2 separate regions of the Sus scrofa genome follow, and region 2 is linked to region 1. Evidence: chromatin contacts called from public promoter capture Hi-C data. All regions are on one chromosome and are shown on one strand. Each heading gives the region's core, a stretch centred on a gene start, on an enhancer-like site or on the middle of the called end of the contact. The rest is flanking DNA. Distances are from core to core; before and after follow the strand shown. Region 1 holds the start of LOC110261670 (histone H2B type 1-J). Region 2 holds the start of ZNF389 (zinc finger protein 389).

Region 1 (4,157 bases), core at 1,656-4,155:
ATAATAGCTTTAATTCTCCCTGAGAGTCCCTTTCTTTTCCTTTTTCTCCTTAAAAATTTCTTTCTTTTTCCTTTTCAAAGGTAGGTAAATCCTTTTAATGGCGTTTAAGCCCTTTGCCAGCTTCTCAACTCAGGAATGTTTCTCCAAGGAACTTGGAATTTTCTCTTGGAATGTAATCGGCAAAGAAATAGTGCTCTATTTCCTGGTTTCCTTCCTAATGTCACTTACCTGTTTTTAGTGAGATTAGATTTCTTTCTCTCTCTGGAATCACTTTAAAAAGCGATATATATTGAGAATGGTACCCTAAATAGGGATTAAGTTTATTCAATAATTTTTTCTTCTTTTGTTTTTGATTATATTTTCCTAACAGTTAAATGGAGTATATTTTACTGACCCATTTCTGCTTTAAAAATCAGTAAAATTCCCACCAACTACTAGCTTCCCTCCCTATAAGATTTCATGAGTTTTTGCATAACACCTAGTGGTTAGCAATGGATGGACAGCTGAACTTCGTCAGATTCTTTATAATTCTTGAAATTAATAGACAGTGTTTATTCTATAAAATACAGTATATTATTTTATAAAAATATGGTGCTATGTGGGCTGTTTTCTAACCTAGTAACTGACTTAACATGTCGAGACAAACAGCTCAAATCAAGTATCGTTCTTTGTATCTTTGTGTTCTTTCACAGTTGAGTGGTAAATATGCCACCCCAAACTATGCCTCTTTGTCATAGGGTAATTTTGAATTATTTTTGAGTAACAACATAGATAGGAAAATCTCTGAAAACAATAGAACATTTTTTCTAAGAGACACATTTCTAGAGGAATGCTCCATTTGTTTCCATTTCCATACTAGGAAGAGCAGGGTGATTCTAAATCACTAAAGAATCTTATGGGAGAAGGCACCAATTTTGATCTGCATAGCAAATCTTACCTTTCTTTACCAAGCTTTTTTCTGATAATTTATCAGAAACTGATAACTAACTGTTCTCTCCCTGCTGGCACCCACCATGTCTGTCCGAACGCCCCCCCAAATATCCTCATACATCTTTCTTTTGTCTTTAGCCAAGGATGGTAGGTAAGGTGATAGCTTGGGCCATCTTGAGTTTACTCATTTCCCTTAAGTATCTCTCATGTATACATGAGGTATTCATGTTAAAACAATTTTGGTTGTTTTCCTCCTGTTAGTTTGTCCTTTATTATAGGGAGTCTCAGACGAGAATTCAGAAGAGTAGAGAAAATTATTTTCTTCTCTCCTACACACAACATATCAAATCCGTCAGCAAAATATTGGTTATATCTGCAAAATGTATCCTTACCTATTGTCTATTGTCTCCAATTTAAGCCAAACCACCATAATCTCTCAAAAAGACCACTGCAATCACCTTCTAATTTATATTACTTCTAAACATTGTATTCACCATATAGCTGCCTTAATGAACTTTTGAAGAAGTGTAAATCACGTTATGCCATTCCTCTGTTCAAAACTCTTAGAATGATTTGCAAACTTATATCATGGCATATAAAATCCTACATGATTGTAGTCCTACATGACCTGACCTCTGATTATGAACTCACTTTCTACCCTTGCTTTCTCTGTCCTTTATCTTGCTTATACATTCTTGGTCTTAAACTTAATTAACTTCCTGAAACTTGTCTTTGCTTAAATGTTTCACGTATGCCACTGTTTCAATCGGATATAGTGTGGGCCCAAACCTAACGACCGCTGGCTATCCCTAAGAGGACAGAGAGACACACTGGGAAGGTGGGAGATTGAAGATATGCTGCCACAAACCAAGGAATTGTTGGCAACCACCAGAAGCTGGCAAGTACAGAATGATTCCTCCCTCAAGACTCCAGCAGGAACCCTAGCAGCACTTAGATTTTGAACTTTTGGCCTCCCGAGTCGAGAATTTGTTTAAAGCCGCTCATTTGTAGTAAACAGTTTACAAGCCGCCCTAGAAATAGTCTCTACTCCCCGCCCCAAACACTCAGCTGCCCGTCTTTCCACAGCCAATGAACCTAATGTGTCATTATGAAGTCATTTTACTTTTTAATTCAAATATGAAGCCTTTTACCACACTTCGACTTGACCAAACTAGAAGTTAAGGAAATTTTCACATTAAATCTCTTTTCATCTTCCCAAACAAGATAGATGTTAAGTTCTTTTCCAGAAAATGTGGGTGGCTCTGAAAAGAGCCTTTGGTTTGGTTTGATGCGTGTCGCCGAAATCTAGGCCATTACTTGCCCTTGGCCTTGTGGTGGCTCTCAGTCTTCTTGGGCAGCAGCACCGCTTGGATGTTGGGCAAGACACCGCCCTGAGCGATAGTGACCTTGCCCAGCAGCTTGTTGAGCTCCTCGTCGTTGCGGATGGCCAGCTGCAAGTGGCGCGGGATGATGCGCGTCTTCTTGTTGTCGCGGGCCGCGTTGCCCGCCAGCTCCAGGATCTCGGCCGTCAGGTACTCCAGCACCGCCGCCAAGTACACCGGCGCGCCGGCGCCGACCCGCTCGGCATAGTTGCCCTTGCGGAGCAGGCGGTGCACTCGACCCACCGGGAACTGGAGCCCGGCCCGCGAGGAGCGAGTCTTGGCCTTGGCGCGGGCTTTGCCTCCCTGTTTGCCTCTTCCCGACATTATAGCGACAGCAGCTTCGCTTGTGGTAGTTAGCAAAGCGAAAGTCCAGGCGCGGCACTTTTTATAACCCTTATTGGGCGCGAAGAAGAATGCGTGTCATTGGTTAACATTTTGGCTTAATTTAACCAATGAAAACGCGAGTTTGGGACTCTTGCGTTCTGATTGGACAGAACTAATTCCGGACATTTTACTTGATTAGCCACCAATCAGACAAAGTCTTTAGCTAATCACCTTATTTGCATAAGAGATTCTATATAAAAAGGACACATTGTGTGTTCGTCATAGCGGTTTTCATTTTTCCTGGAGGCATTTTTAGCTGCTTTGAATTATGCCTGAGCCAGCAAAGTCCGCGCCAGCTCCGAAGAAGGGCTCCAAAAAGGCTGTGACCAAGGCGCAGAAGAAAGACGGCAAGAAGCGCAAGCGCAGTCGCAAGGAGAGTTACTCCATCTACGTGTACAAGGTGCTGAAGCAAGTGCACCCGGATACCGGCATTTCCTCCAAGGCTATGGGCATCATGAATTCGTTCGTTAATGACATTTTCGAACGCATCGCTGGCGAGGCCTCGCGGCTGGCGCATTACAACAAGCGCTCGACCATCACGTCCCGGGAGATCCAGACGGCCGTGCGCCTGTTGCTGCCCGGGGAGCTGGCCAAGCACGCCGTGTCCGAGGGTACCAAGGCTGTCACCAAATACACCAGTGCCAAGTAAACAGTGAGTTGGTTGCTAACGATCCTAACGGCTCTTTTAAGAGCCACCCACACTTTCAGAAAGAGAGCTGGTGCTTTTTACTTTTGCGCTGGGCGTTTGTAATTTTGGTATTTAGTCGCCGAGCAGAACAATTTCTTGAACAGTCTTAAAGAACTTTCTGTTCCCAAAATAACAAGAGACCACTAACAGGAGTAACGTTATCTGACCTTGGCAAAGCTCGAGCTCCTTGTGTAACCTCATCCTGAGCTTTTCACGGTTATTTAGGAACTTAAGTATATTTAAAAGGGCTCAGCTATCAGTTCTGATAGATTTTACAGCTAAGTAGTGGAAGTAAAATCAAAAATTTCCCGTAACTTGTCGGACAGAGCTGGAGTCCTACCTACCCGGGTGCAGAGGTTGGCGCCGGCAGTTAAATTTGCCGCGATCAGCGCCGCCCTTCTCCACGGCCTGTCTGGTTGCCGGCATCCCGGAAACTAAGGGGTTTCTGTGCGCTGAAAGGATCCCCTTTCCGCCTCTCTCAGACCAGCGCACACAAGTTCCTTGAGTAAAAGATTTTGTGTAGACCATTCTGCTTTTCATTCTTTTTTTTTCTCTCTCCAGAATGAGATTTTCTATTCTCGAATTTCTCTTTGACGAGAAAGAAATGTAATTTTCAGCTTGAGGAGTACAAACACTTTTACTTTTAATTAGAATATTGATTTCCACTTGCTCTATATCCGTATAATGGGAGACGTTAAAAGACGAAATGAAACCGATCCCGGCCCTAAGGGGCTACTGTGCACAAAAGCCTTTCTGCGCCCCCCATTTCTTTG
Region 2 (3,762 bases), core at 559-3,058, 790 kb before region 1:
CGGCGTTGCGTGAGCTGTGGTGTAGGTTGCAGATGCGGCTCGGATCCCGCGTTGCTGTGGCTCTGGCGTAGGCTGGCAGCTACAGCTCCGATTCAACCCCTAGCCTGGGAACCTCCATATGCCGCGGGAGCGGCCCAAGAAATGGCAAAAGACAAAATAAAAATAAAATAAAAATTTTATTTAAAAATTTGTCTATGTTTTTGAACAGGTAATATACAATTCAAAAGTCAAAATGATCTAAAAAGATACAGAGAGATCTTATTTCCACCCTGATTCCCTCTGAGTTTGCCACCCCCATAGGTAATCGATTTTATTAGTTTCTTACGTCTTTCTAGTATTTTTTCTTTTTTTTAGAGCTGCACCTGCGGCATATGAAAGTTCCCAGGCTAGGGATCAGAAAACTACAAAACGCCAAAGTTTAACACAAGCCTCCTGTAGGAAGGAGGGTCTGTATCCACCAGCCTATGCCACAGCCACAGCCACAGCCACGCTGGATCTGATCTGTGTCTGTGACCTACACACAGCTCACGGCAATGCCTGATCCTTAACAGGCCAGGGATCAAGCCCAGAACCTCATGGTTACTAGCCAGATTCGCTGCTGCTGCGCAACAATGGGAACTCCTTCCAGTACTTCTTTACCCAAACAAGTAGAGCCTCTGATTTTCTTAAATCAGTTTCAAGCCCCACAAATCAAGCACAGGTTTACTGTCATGGACACTACACCCTCCACGGCTTAGGAATTGTACCATTTCTGAGTGATGCTGTTCTATCAGGTTTGAAAAAGGTTCACTCAGGGCGCAGGTCACACGCAAATGAACCCTAGCCTAGAGTCCAGGAACATGGTTACCATGGAAGCAGCTGGTCCTACCCAAACCCCTTCTGTTCTGTAGCTTGCTCACACTTGAATTAGCCTTTCCTGCGGTTAGCTGCCTCAATGCGCCCTCTTTTCCCTAATATACTCCCCTCCCAGCCCCAAACTGCTGATACTAACTTCAGGAAACTACAAAGAAAAATAAATGATTTTTTTCCTGAGTAAAATATCTTAAGGCTACAATTATGTACCAAGTACCTTTCTGAGCTGTTATCAGATACCTTAATATTTTTAATTTCGAAGAAAAGCTATCAACGCGAAAGACATTTGCTCTCATCTTTGAAACTCAAGAAAAAGGATGGGGGGCGAAGCGGAACGGAATATAGATACCAAAAGAAGAGTTTCCATGAACAGAACATTCAGCTAAACTGACTTTCTCTTTGAGGCAAAACGAAAATATTTCAAGAACATCTAAGTAAAGTTGCCAAAGGTCCCTCAGCTACCAAGATTACAACAACACAAAGGAGAGCGAAGGGCCCAGGGACAAGAGAAAAGATCTCCCTCTCCGTCCCTCCCTTTCCCGCGCCGGGAAATCGGGACCCGGCCGGAAAAGCCAAGGGGGTCACTCGCTAGACGGTGAGTCCTCCGAGCCTCTGAGCTGCAGGTGGGGAACTCGGGGGCGCGGGGGGGGGGTGTCTCTGGGGAGGTGGCAATATTAGCACAGCAACGGCCCAGAGGAAGGGACAGAAGAGGGGGGAGGGCGGAGAAAAGGGGAAGAAAAAGGGAGCAAAAGAGAAGGGAGGAGCAGGCGAAGACGGTGGAGGACACGGGTCGGGCGCCGGATCGAGGGGCATGAGGCAAGGAGCCGCAGCGCGCAGTCACCCCCTCTGTGGCTCTTCGCCCCAGCGCTCACTCCAAACCCGAGGGAAAAGACGAGGGAGCACTTACCTGGAAAACTGTGATCTCGTGACCTCACTGTCCGTTTAACGCCTGCACTGGCCTGCAGAGGTCGACTTCCGCGGAACCCCGCCCCCCGGCACCTGGTGGTCGCTCTAGGATCCTGGAGGCTTCCCTCTCGGTGGTTCGGTGGTTCGTGAGCCGACGACCTGAAAGGAGAGAGGAAAGGGTTCTATTTACCCAGAAGGCATTTTAGGTTTTTTACCTCCCTTAATCCTGCAGAGCAGACGTTACAGTCCTCCTCTCATATATAAGAAACCCGAAGAGTTTCCTGGTGGCTCAGCAGGTTAAGGATCCCGAATTGTCGCTGTTGCTCTGGTCAGTGGTCTGGGAACATCCACAACCGTCGGGGAATGCCACCAAACAGATAACTTTTCTGAGCTGGACAACTAATAAAAGAGCAGAGGTGAAATTTGAACCTAGATCTGTAACAGTCCAGTTCCTTCCAGGGGGACCAGCAAATATAGCTCCTGAGGGCTTAAGTCTCAGAAAGTAATCCCCATATTAATTTGTTGTGCTTTGTTTGTTTTTTTTTGGCCAAGTCTGAAGCATTCGGAAGTTCCCAGGCCAGGGATCCAACCCGGGCCACAAAAGTGACAAGCCAAGTCCCTAACCACTGGGCCACCAGAGACCTCCCCTATATTAATTGTAAATTTAGCGCTATTCAAATAACAATTCAAATCTTTAATAAGTAGATTTTTGGAGTTGAAGACTGCCTGGGCAAACTGAAAAAGAAGGGAGATGAAGGGGCACTTGTCCTAAAGGATTTTAAACATATTATAAAGCCTTAATAATTAAACAGTGTAGTACTGGTAGGTGAGATAGACATACAAATGATACAGAATAGAAAGTTCAGAAATAGATGCAAATGTTGGGAGTTCCCATTGTGGCTCAGTGAGTTATGAACCCAACTAGTATCCATGAGGATGCAGGTTCAATCCCTGGCCTCACTTAGTGGGTCAATGATCTGGCATTACCATGAGCTGTGGTGTAGATTACAGATGTGGCTTGGATCCCGAGTCGTGGTGGCTGTGGCTGTGGCTCTGGCCAGCAGCTGCAGCTCCAATTCAACGCCTAGCCTGGGAACTTCCATATCCCGTGGGCAAGGCCCTTAAAAAAATAAAAAGACAAAAAAAAAAAAAAAAAAAAAAGGAAATAGAAGCAAACGTTATGAAAGGGTTGGGCTGCTCCACCACTCTAAGGCCAATAAAGAGGCAAGATCTGTGGAAAGGAAAGTTTGCTTTATTTCGGAGGCTGGTGATGGGGGAGGGAAGGCTACTCCTTTACCAAGTCTGACTCCCTCCACTGACAATCAGTAGGCAAGAGCTTTCATAGGCAGAAGCAGCATGATCACCTCTGACAGTCATCTTGAAATTGGTCATATGGTGGTCTGATCAGCATCATCTTGATTGTTTAAGAATAGTTAGTCTTCAGTTCCAGGGCTGGTTTGTCCTCGTTTCTTTGAGGCCAATTGGAATTGTGGGCGGCTTATGTCAAGGCTACAGTCTGGTCATCGTGCAGTGACCTTCTACCTGATGCGGGTTTTGGCTCACAGGATATGGCTCAGAATATTATGTATAGCCCTTGAGGAGGAACTAAGCCCTTGACTTTGTTTAATGACTAAACTATTACTATTTGGTCTCGTTTGTTTTCCTTTTGAGTGTTTTCTCACTTCTCTGGTTAAACCTATTCTTTGACTAAAGTTATTCTACAGACAAAAGGCAGGCAGAGGACATGGGGGCGGGGGGAGGACCATAGGGCATTGTGCCATTTCACAATCACAAGAAGAAGTCCAGCATATAATAAAGGGAGCAAATCAGTAAGAAAAAGATGAACAGGAGTTCCCGTCTTGGCGCAGCAGAAATGAATACAACTAGGAACCATGAGGCTGTGGGTTGGATCCCTGGCCTTGCTCAGTGGGTTAAGGATCTGGCATTGCTATGAGCTGTGGTGTAGGTCGCAGACACGGCTCGGATCTGGCGTTGCTGTGGCTC

The links. Promoter capture Hi-C pulls out the DNA fragments that hold promoters and counts their contacts.
Region 2: a promoter capture Hi-C map of fetal liver shows a contact between it and region 1, with 3 times the contacts expected there. The contact joins the promoter of ZNF389 here to the promoter of LOC110261670 in region 1. A contact is called at or near these places in 1 of 5 promoter capture datasets (fetal liver) and 1 of 47 Hi-C or Micro-C datasets (heart right ventricle).

What each region holds. Positions count from the first base shown.
Region 1 is chr7:21,219,311-21,223,467 of Sscrofa11.1, reverse strand. It overlaps LOC110261670 (histone H2B type 1-J), which reads left to right and starts at 2,905. Exons shown (of 1, transcript XM_021099843.1): 1 at 2,905-3,739. The coding sequence starts at 2,965. The coding sequence ends at 3,345. It overlaps LOC110261666 (histone H2A type 1), which reads right to left and starts at 2,665. Exons shown (of 1, transcript XM_021099839.1): 1 at 1,781-2,665. The coding sequence starts at 2,636. The coding sequence ends at 2,244.
Region 2 is chr7:22,005,430-22,009,191 of Sscrofa11.1, reverse strand. ZNF389 (zinc finger protein 389) reads right to left here and starts at 1,808. Exons shown (of 2, transcript NM_001145130.1): 1 at 1,760-1,808.